Linked DNA regions of Pan troglodytes: region 1 is linked to region 2. Evidence: chromatin contacts called from public HiChIP or PLAC-seq data. All regions are on one chromosome and are shown on one strand. The core of a region is the stretch at or near the end of the contact, and the rest is flanking DNA. Distances in the headings are between cores, read along the strand shown. Region 1 holds the start of TP53INP2 (tumor protein p53 inducible nuclear protein 2). Region 2 holds the start of AHCY (adenosylhomocysteinase).

Evidence for each region. HiChIP or PLAC-seq counts read pairs in DNA pulled down with a chosen protein or histone mark.
Region 1: an H3K4me3 HiChIP or PLAC-seq map of stem cell-derived excitatory neurons shows a contact between it and region 2, with 4 times the contacts expected there. The contact joins the promoter of TP53INP2 here to the promoter of AHCY in region 2. A contact is called at or near these places in 2 of 7 Hi-C or Micro-C datasets (induced pluripotent stem cells and stem cell-derived neural progenitor cells) and 1 of 1 datasets of contacts at active chromatin or transcription factors (stem cell-derived excitatory neurons).

The regions. Positions count from the first base shown.
Region 1 is chr21:40,940,639-40,945,804 of NHGRI_mPanTro3-v2.0_pri, reverse strand. It overlaps TP53INP2 (tumor protein p53 inducible nuclear protein 2), which reads right to left and starts at 3,858. Exons shown (of 5, transcript XM_001160082.6): 1 at 3,614-3,858; 2 at 2,652-2,768.
Region 2 is chr21:40,530,913-40,535,890 of NHGRI_mPanTro3-v2.0_pri, reverse strand. It overlaps AHCY (adenosylhomocysteinase), which reads left to right and starts at 1,299. Exons shown (of 10, transcript NM_001280434.1): 1 at 1,299-1,396. The coding sequence starts at 1,309.

The DNA.
Region 1 (5,166 bases), core at 2,609-5,108, 410 kb before region 2:
TAGGAGTTCTCCAGGCAGGGAGGAAATTGCCCATATTGTCTGCTTGTTATCATTATAATATAGCTAGGCCGGGCACAGTGGCTCACGCCTGTAATCCCAGCACTTTGGGAGGCAGAAGTGGGTGAATCACTTGAGGCCAGGAGTTCAAGACCAGCCTGGCCAACGTGGTGAACCCCATCTCTACTAATAATACAAAAATTAGCTGGGCGTGGTGGCAGGTGCCTGTAATCCCAGGCTGAGGCAGGAGAATCACTGGAACCTGCGAGGTGCCACTGCACTCCAGCCTGGGTGACAGAGCGAAACTCGTTCTCAAAATAATAATAATGATATAGCTAACATTTATGTTCCAGGCACTATGCTAAGCAGCTTTACCTATATTACCTCATGTAATCCTCACAACAACTACAGGAAGTGGATAATTACTGTCCTTACTTTACAGTTAAGAAATTGAGGCTCAGAGAAGTTAACTGTCCCAAAGTCTCAGAGCTAGTAGGAGACAAAGGTGGGATTGAATCCACACAATCAGATTCCAGAGGCAGCACCCAGAATCACTATATTCTATTGCCTTTTCTGGGTGTCTGTCTGAATTTGATATTTTCAATTTGGTGGCCAGGGGTCATGGTCCATGTGTATTTTTCTGGGAAAAAGGACCTTGGTTTTCATCATGATTTCCTAAACAGCAATCTTTGACCCCAGAGATTAAGAACCACTCCTGGAGCCTGTGTGGTTTGAAAAGCACTGGCCAGCAGAAATCCCATAGAACTGCTACCATCTTACCATGTGATTTGGCACACCTCGGTTGTGTCTGTCATATGAGGTGTAAAGATGGCATGCCGGCAGGCCCTCCCCCCTCTGACCCCCTTTTCCCAGGCTCCTGTTCAAGGGCAGCATCCAGGGGTAGGAGGAAGATCAGGTTGCTTGGGCTCAGGGAGACAGCAGGTCAGTGGGAGGTGATGATGGAGGGAGGGAGCTGTCAGTTTCCAGGGGCCCTTAAGGATGAGCACTGAGGGTTGGACCCAGACCGAGGTAAGCCCTTAACCAATCCTTCCCTGGGTGAAGATGAAGAGGGAGGCCCCCTACTGCAGAAATGGAAACACCAAGGTGGTAGCTCTAGATCTACCCCCTCCCCATGCCAGCCTACCTCAGGACTAGAGCTTGGCTGGGGGCTGCTGGCCATACTCCCCCAGTACCTGAAGCCTGACTGACTCTCCACACCTGTTCCCTAAAGATGCTCAACGGTTTTGCTGCTGAGACACTTGTCATCATTCTCTAAGGGTGTTTCCACACTTCCTGTAGAACTTCCTGGGGGCATGTCCAGACTTCCCTGAAGGCATTTCTCCTCTTTCTGCTAATCCACCTGCAGTATTGCCATGCTTATTGCTACCTCCCCCATTCCCTAGAAATGTTTTCACACTTGCTGCAGAATCACCTCACTTCCATACCCTGAGAATATTTCCACATCTGCAGACTCACAGTAGGCTTAAGATGCTGGCTTCCCTGGTGGGATGGGGGTGGGAGATCTACAGGGATTAAGAAGGTGGGGCCACCCCCAACTAGTGTCCACCCAGCACAATTCACGTATCCCAACCCATCTGTAGCCACAGGGAGCTAGTGACTCCATTACCAAAAGCCCAGAAAGTTTGGCCCCTCTTGAAGGAAGGGAATATCGAGGCCTTGATGAGGCACATCCTCCTTCCAAGAACCTACTACTTCATGGAATATGAAAGAGAAGTTAAGAGCTGTTTCAGGGACCATCATATTCACCCAGCCCATTTTAAAATCTGATGATCAGAAAGAACACATAAATCTATCCAAAAATACATGGCTAGATAGTGGCAGGGCAGACCTAGTCCCACGTTACTGTGCATCCAGTCCAGAGTGTACACAGTCAGGAAAGACTCAGCAAACAATCCCCAAGAATACAATGATGCAGGGGTACAGGGAGGTGGAAAAGACCTTGACCTAGCCACACCACCCCTCGCCTAGTTACAAAAGGGTCTGGGGTTACTGGCACCAAGATTTAGCATGCATTTACTGAAGACCCACTGTGTACCAGAGCCTGCACTGTGCCTCCCCAAATTTCAGATAGGTTTAGGGGACGGAGGCTCAGGGGAAAAGCTCCCTGCCTGAGGTCACACAGCAAGTCGGTGACAGCCAGGAGTGAAAGCAGCACCAGCCAGCCAGTGCCTGCCCCCTCTCCTGACCACTTGGGGAGCCTCCCAGATTTCCTTTCCCAGCCCTGCCAGCTTCCTGGTTCTCACATTCCCGGTTCTGCTCCAGGGAGAACCATTCCCTTTAATAACTACAGCAGCTCTGCCCAGAATAGCATTTGTGCCCTAAGCCACCCCTACCCCCAGCCCATCCTTGAGCAAACTCCCAGCAGGAATGGAGTTCCTGGTTCAGCCTCTAGGCCCATCCACTTGTTAAGTCAGAAACTCTCCTTATCCTATCCCTTCTCCTATACTCTCTGTGGGCAGAGGTGACGAGGGAGCAGCAAAACACCTGCAATTGTCTGCACTAGGCCAGGTCAGGCCCTTCCTAGCTGACAACCTAGGAAGTTGAGAAGGTAAAGGGCCAATAGAGGGAACCCTCACCCCACCCTCCACCCCAACATCAGCCCTGGAGACACCCCGAGGCAGCCAATGACTCACCTCTCTGTGATCCAAACAGCTGGGAGGCAGCGATTTTATTGGACTCTAGGACTTCAAGGTACAGTGAGGACAGAAGGGGTCAGGACCACAAAAGGTGAACCAATCTCCAGAGATTCCCTGGAAAAAGGTCCAGGAGTAAGGACACCTAGGAGCCTATCAAACCGTGATAAGGCTGAGCCCAAGATCGGGTCCCCAGTGGAAGGAGGATGTGTATCTTACCACTTGTACTGAGCCCCTATTATGTCTTTGCCCCTGGCTAATAATCCATCTGTCACTCAGTGAGCATGACTCTAATTGGTTATGTGACCTCGAGAGAGCTAATCCTCCTCTCTGGGCCTGTTGCCCCTTCCATGCACTGGGGTCTAAGACCCTTCATTTTGGGTCTGGGAGTGACATCAGCTAAGGCGCTGCACACAAATCAGGGATTAGGAGGATGTTATTCTGTTAGTCCCTGGGGGCGGAGTCTGGAGCCGGAGGGAGGGGATCCCACCACCATCTGGTGCTGTCCCAACCACCTGGAGTCCCATGCAGCCCTGAACTCCTGACGACCCCCTCAACCTAGGCCCAGCAGCGCCGTCTGACTCCTTCTCAGGTTGCAAAGAGAAAGTAGGGGATCAGAGGCCTGACCCCAGCCCCTGGATAAGCCTAGGAAATCGCCGATCCCCCTGCAGCCCCCTTTGGATTGCAGCGTCTCACCCAGGGCCCAGCCCCGACACAGCGGCTACCGGGTCACGGGAGGACAAGCGACCCGAGCCTGTGGGGGCGGTGCCGGCCTTGGTGACGTCTCAATGTCATATGCAAATAGAACGACGTCATGGTCTACCGGGCGTGCGGCAACCAATCGGGAGCCGGGAACGCGGCCCCGGCGGCCGCCGGCGGAGACAGACAAAGGCCCGGGCGCGGGGGGCGCAGGGCGTGTCCGTGGCAGGGGAGCCCCCAGGCCCACCCGGGTCGGGACTCACCTGGGGGCGGGAGGGGGGCGGCGCGGCGTTGAGGTAGTTGTGCGGCGGGGCGTCCCAGGGTCGCCGGCCGCTCACAGGCCGGGCCGCATCGCCGGGACTCGCGGGGGAGGCGGCGGGGCCGCGGTCGCTCCGGGCTGCTGAGCTCGCCCGCGGGGCTTTGAGTCTGTGCGGCCGCTGCGGCGGGGCTCACGGCACAAATTGGAACGTTCAAACAGCTGATTGTGACGTCACAAAGGGGCCCGCCCGCCTCGCGTCACCGGCTGGCGGGGCGGCGGCCAATCCCGGGCTGCGGATGCCCCCCTGCCCCTCCCCTCCCCTCCCCTCCCGGTTTGCGGGCCGGGCGCTCGGGCCGGGAAACGTTCTCGGAACCGGGAGGGTGAGTGTTCGGGGAGGCAGCTGCGGGGAGCTGGGAGCCCTGCGCCGCGGCGAGCTCTCCGCGAGGAGGATCTCCACTCCCTCCTACCGGCTCCTTATTTTCCTGATTCTTCCCGGATCGCAGCGCCCTCACCTCTCCCACTGCTCCCCAAATCCTTTCACTGCATCCTATATCCAAGTCCCCCGATGCGGACCCTGTTCTTGACCCACACCACGTCCGTGCACCTCCATTCTCCCCACTGCCCTTATTCCTGCTCTCCCTCCCTCCTCTGGCTCACCTCCTCAGCCTTACACACTTTCTGCTTTCCCACCCCGTTTTTCCTCAGCTCGGCGGGCTTGAGAAAAGAGGGACATCCCCAACCCCCGGTTCCCGGGGAGCATCTGGGAATGTAGAGAAGTTAGTGAAGCTGACGTGAAATTTCGCAGAGTAGGACTTGGAGAGGAATTGCCCTGGGCTGAGTAAACATTGACCTGAGACGGCTCTGCACTTGAACGTTTACATACCTTATTTAATCTATGTTGCTACCGGGGCTGTAAAGAAGTGGCAGGACAGGGACTGATTATGAGTCCTGATTTACACGTGGGAAAGCTGAGTCTCACAATCTCACTGTTAGCGTGTGAACTCATGTTCAACAATGCATTCAACATTTATTAGGCACCTACTATTGCACCACCATACCACTAGCTGACATGTATTGGCACACTTACTGTGTGCCACGACCTGTGCTATGGGTGTGTTTTTTTATCTTCACAACAACCCAAAAGGTAGATATTGTCCCGTTTTACAGTTGAGGAAACAGACTCAGAGAGCTCAAGTGACTTTCTTAGGTCACAAAAGTACAGTCAATGGCAGAGCCAGGATTTGAACCCATAGCTCCCAGCCCTGACCCTCTCCATTCTCTACATGAACCAGATGGTCTAAACCTCAGGGCGCTTCAGCCTCCCCAGAGTCCTGGCTTTCAGTCCTGACTGTGCCCTAGACTTGCTGTGTGACCTCAAGTCATGTTACCTCTCTGGGTCTCAGTTTGTCAAACAAACATATCCAGGCTTCCCTCTAGAGCTGCCATTGTAAGATTCTTCCACACTCTCTGCCCTCAGGATCCCACCCACCCCACGCTCTAGGCCCCAGCTCTCCCAGTGGCCTGGGAGATGCCCGAGAAGAGACCACAAATACGCAT
Region 2 (4,978 bases), core at 50-2,549:
CATAGAAGGGTTTTGGAGTCCACAGAGGTCCTGAAACCAATTCCCCCTTCCCATGCCTAGGATGACTGAATTATACAGCAGCAAAAATGAATATACTCAAGCTATATGCATGAGTCTCATAAATATAATGCTCACAGAAAAAAGCAAGTTGCAGAAGGGTAAATACGGTTGATATATAAAGGTGCTAAACACAGAAAGAACTATTTAATGATATACGGATGCAGTAAAAGTATAAGAAATGTATGCAAACTTACTTAAATTCAGGGTGGTGGTTACTTGGAGTAAGGCGAATGTTTGGGATGTCAGTAGGTACCTGACAAATGGCAACTTAACTTTGTTTTGGTTTTTTTGAGATAGGGTCTTGCCCTTTCGCCCAGGCTCAAGTGCTGTGGTGGGATGATAGCTCACTGCAGCCTCGATCTCCAGGCTCAAAAGATCCTCCCTCCCGCCTCAGCGTCCCAAGTAGCTGGGACCACAAGCGCGCGCCACCACGCCCGGCTAATTTTTAATTTTTTTTTGTAGAGTTGAGGTCTCACTGTGTTGCCCAGGATGGTCTTGAACTCCTGGGCTCAAGCGATCCTCCCGCCTTGGCCTCCCAAAGTGCTGGGATTACAGGTGTGAGCCACCGCGCCTGGCCTGCAACTTTACTTATAATAATCTGTGTGGCAGATGTCATTTGGCCCATTTTATAGATGAGGAAATTGAGGCACAGGGAAGTGAACTGGCGGAATTTCAGTTCCGCTGGGTTTTGACACTGAATCAACTGGCTGAACCAGCGAGAGGACGGCCCGGCTGGCTCTCAGGCCTCTCCCGGCGCTCCCTTCCGGACCGGTGAGTGAGACTCCTGGGGCCACGCCTTGTGAAATTCTGAGGCTTCTTTTCAGGGATCGAAATCCCCTCCCGGCTCCGCCCTGCGCGTTGGGCCCCGCCCCAGCGTGTCATGAATATGCAAGTGCGAGGAAGATATTTAAAGGCGTCGGCGCCACGCGCATATCCCTGCCCGGCGCTGCCCGCCCAGTTCCTGTTCCCAGACTGAGGCCCAGCCCCCTTCGCCCGTTTCCATCACGAGTGCCGCCAGCATGTCTGACAAACTGCCCTACAAAGTCGGTGAGTCCCAGGACCTGCAGCCGGTTGCGGCCGCCCGGGGCTTGTTCGTGGCGGGGGCTGCAGGGCCGACTCGGGGCGCTCTGGACCCCCTGGAATCGCAGCCTCGGCGCGTTTCTGGCCGCGCGAAGCCACCTGGAAGTTGGAGTTCTCGCGCGGCCATGAGCGGGCCGTTCCGGGTGGCCGTGGACTACAAGTCCCAGCATGCCCCGCGACGCCGGGGCCGCCGCGCGGTCTGCGAGCCGCAAACTGGCGGCGTGCTCCGCGGGAGAGCACACCTGGCCACGGCCTGGTACGGCTGGCACCTGCCGGACCCTGCTCGGGGGGCCTGCGCCCGGCCTCCTAGGCCTGGACCGGACCCTGTCCAGCTGGGCGGCCCCGACGAGCGTCCACCCCTCTCTGGGCCTCCTACAGGGACGGCGAGGGCACCCCGGAGGGTGTATGAGGAGAGGCCTGGAAAGCGAGCCCCAGGCCGGCTCGGGTCCTCCTCTCCCCTGGGACTTTGGGCCAGTTACCCAACCTGTGGGGTCCCCCACCCCGCCAGCAGGGGCAGCCTTGCCGAAATCTCGAAGAAAATTTGGAGTGGTTTGAAAAATCCTGCTGTCCCACCGATTGAAGTGTAATACAGGGATAGTTAACGTTTACTTAGTGTTTCCTGTGGGATCGGCACTGCCTTCTAGCTTTATTCTAGTCTCATGGCTCTGTAGGGAAACTTCTCATTTTATGATGAGAATCCTGAGGCAGAGGTAACTTGCCCTCAGTCTTACAGCTGGTGGTGATGGAGCAAGATTGGAACGCAGGCCATCTAGATCTCTGAGCGCACCCTTTCACCACTGTGTGCAAGCGAATACACGCGGAACAATCCTAGTGAATTTTCAGCAAAAACCAGTTCAGTTTGGCTGGTAGCTTTTCAAGTAACTTTGACACTATTGGACTGGGTGTGGTGGCTCACCCCTGTAGTCCCAGCACTTTGAGAGGCCGAGGTGGGCGAATCACTTGAGGTCAAGAGTTTGAGACCAGCCTGGCCAACGTGGTGAAACGCTATCTCTACCAAAAATACAAAAACTAGCTGGGCGTGGTGGCGGGCGCCTTCATTCCCAGCTACTCGGGAGGCTGAGGCAGGAGGACTGTTTGAGCCGGGGAGACGGAGGTTGCAGTGAGCCAAGATTGCACCACCACACTCCAACCTGTGCAACAGAGCAAGACCCTGTCCCAAAAAAAAAACAAACAAAAAAAGACACTATTAAGTCTGGAGAATGCCATCCACATTTATGGAAACACTTGCTGTATATCTGGTGATTTACGTGTGTTTACACAATAATCTTCATAGAGGTGGACGTAATCCCGTTATATAGAGCATGAAACTGAGGCCCTTGGGAGGTGACTTGCAAAGATTCTGTTGAAGTAGTTCATCAAGTTGCTACCAGAGTAGACTGTCTCCATTGTGTGGATGCTGAAACTGAACCCAGAAAGGTTATGTGAAGGTCACATCAATAGTAGAGCTGGAATGGGGGCTTGTCATACTGTGGAGAGATTAGTGGGTCAGGATTGGGGCCATTGGGTTGTGTGGGTGGAGATAAAGCTGGATTTGGGAAATGGGGAGCTTAGCTGGGTGGGGCTAGAGGAAGGAGGCCCTGCTGTATGCCAGATCTTGATCATATGGCATTATCTTTACTTAAGGCGCATAGCAAGCTAGGGATGATTATCCACACTTTACAGATGAAGAAACTGATGTTTACAGGGGCTCTTGCTGTTCCTCTTGGCTTGTCCTGGGGACAGGTGTTCCTGTGACTTTTGCAAGTCCTTAGCTCCAGAGATTGCAGCATCTAGCCTCTCCTGTGCCTTTGGAGTTGAGGGTCCCAGGGAAAACTGTGGGGCTGGCACAGTGTCCTCGAGGGCACTGAAGGAGTTATTTTTAGCTGGAGGGACATGTGGTGGTGGAGGGGTGGAGCTTAGCAGCACAGGGCATAACCCATTGTCCCATACAGCCGGGCCCCTCCCAGGAGGGGCCTTGAGAGGGGCCTCTGCTCTAGCCCTGCCTGGCTGCCAGTTCTGGTTCTGCGGTTAATTGGCTATGGAACCTGCAGCAAACTCCTCTCTGGGTCATTAGTAAATGCTGGGACTCAGACTAGGTTCAGATTTGTGTTGTTTTTCTTTGCCACCCTTGTCATGTGCCAGCCCCTCTCATGGATCTTTCATTCAGTTCTGACGACAGATATGGTCAGTAAACAGTTGCTGACCCCTTCTCTGAGCCAGGTCGTGCTGGAGACACAAAGGTGACCCAGAGACAGGGGTGGCACAGACATGCATACAGATAAAGTAGTATTGTCTCCATTTTATGTGAGCAGATCTGCCACTTGTCTGTCTCCACGGTCACCACCCCAGTCTGGTCTCTCTCCTTGCAGGTCTCCCTGGATCTCTTGCTCCACAGATCCACACAGCAGCCAATGGGGTCTTTTCAAAAGACAAATCTGGTCTCTGAATGCTGGTCCCTGAAAACTGTAGGTTCCCCACTTCACTGGGACTGAAGTCCCAACTCATCTTACGCCTCTATTTGAGTCACCCTGGTGCACTCTTGGTTCCTCTAGCACGGATATAGTAGGTTCTTTCTGTTTCCAGGTTTTTTTCAGCACCTACTGTGTGCCAGGTACTGTATTAGGTGCTTGAGAGGAGCCTTCCAGGCCGAGAACTGCTTGGGTTAAAGCCCTGAGGTGGAAATGAGTGGAGCTTGCCTGAAGTCAGTCAGGAAGCCTGTGTGTTGAACAGCTAGTGATGGGGGAAAGTGGAGAGATGGAGGAGGGGCAGGCAGTCATGCAGATAGGGCCCGAAGATTGAGGGAAGCCATTGGAGGGTTTGCTTGTTTAGTTTTGTTTACTTTAGTAGAGTAATGGAGGTGATGTAACTTAAATTTTTAAGAGCCTCCCTCTTCTGGCTGCTGTGGGGAGAATGGCATGTTAGAGCATGGGACCAGTGAAGAGAGTGTGGCAGTGTCCAACTGAGAAGTGGCAGTGTATTTATTTCTTTATTGTTTTTTTTGGAGACAGAGTCTCCCTCTCACCCAGGTTGGAGTGCAGTGGTGCTATTTTAGCTCACTGCCACCTCCGCCTCCCAGGTTCAAGCAATTCTCCTGCCTCAGCCTCCTGAGTAGCTGGGATTATAAGTGCCCACCACCATGCCCAACTAATTTTTGTATTTTTAGTAGAGATGGGATTTCACCATGTTGGCCAGGCTGCTCTCGAACTTCTGACCTCGGGTGATCCGCCCGCCTTGGCCTCCCAAAGTGCTGGATTACAGGCTGTGAGCCACTGCGCCCAGCCTGAGAAGTGACAGTTTAGATGAAGGTGGTGAGATGCAATTGGATTGCTTATATATTTCACTTGTTGAGCCAAAAACGTGCTGATTGAGGTGAAAGAGGAAAAGAGGAATCAAATCTTAAGTTTTTGGGCAGAGTAGCTGGTTGAATGGTGGTTTCATTTCCTAAAATGGGAAGATTGGGAGAGTAACCAGTAGTGGGGGCAAAGGAGCCATGAGGACTCCAACATGACACATAATAGATCCAACTGGACATCCAAGTGGAGGTGCTGTGGAGGCAGTTGGATCACATCGAGTCTCAAGTTCAGGGGAGTAGTTTGGGCTGGAGATAAATACGTGGGAGTCATCCACGTAGAGAAGGTATGTAAAGCCATAAGACTGGATGAGCTTAATTGGTAAACATAAGAGAACTGGGAGATGATGGAGCCCTGAGGGCCCCCAAACCCTAAAGTCTGTTAGCTAAAGAGGAACCAGGAAGGTAGGTGGAAAAGCACAGGACAGTCACAGAAGCCAAGTAAAGAAAGGGTTTCAGGAAGGAGGGCAAGTCATTCATGCAATCTGT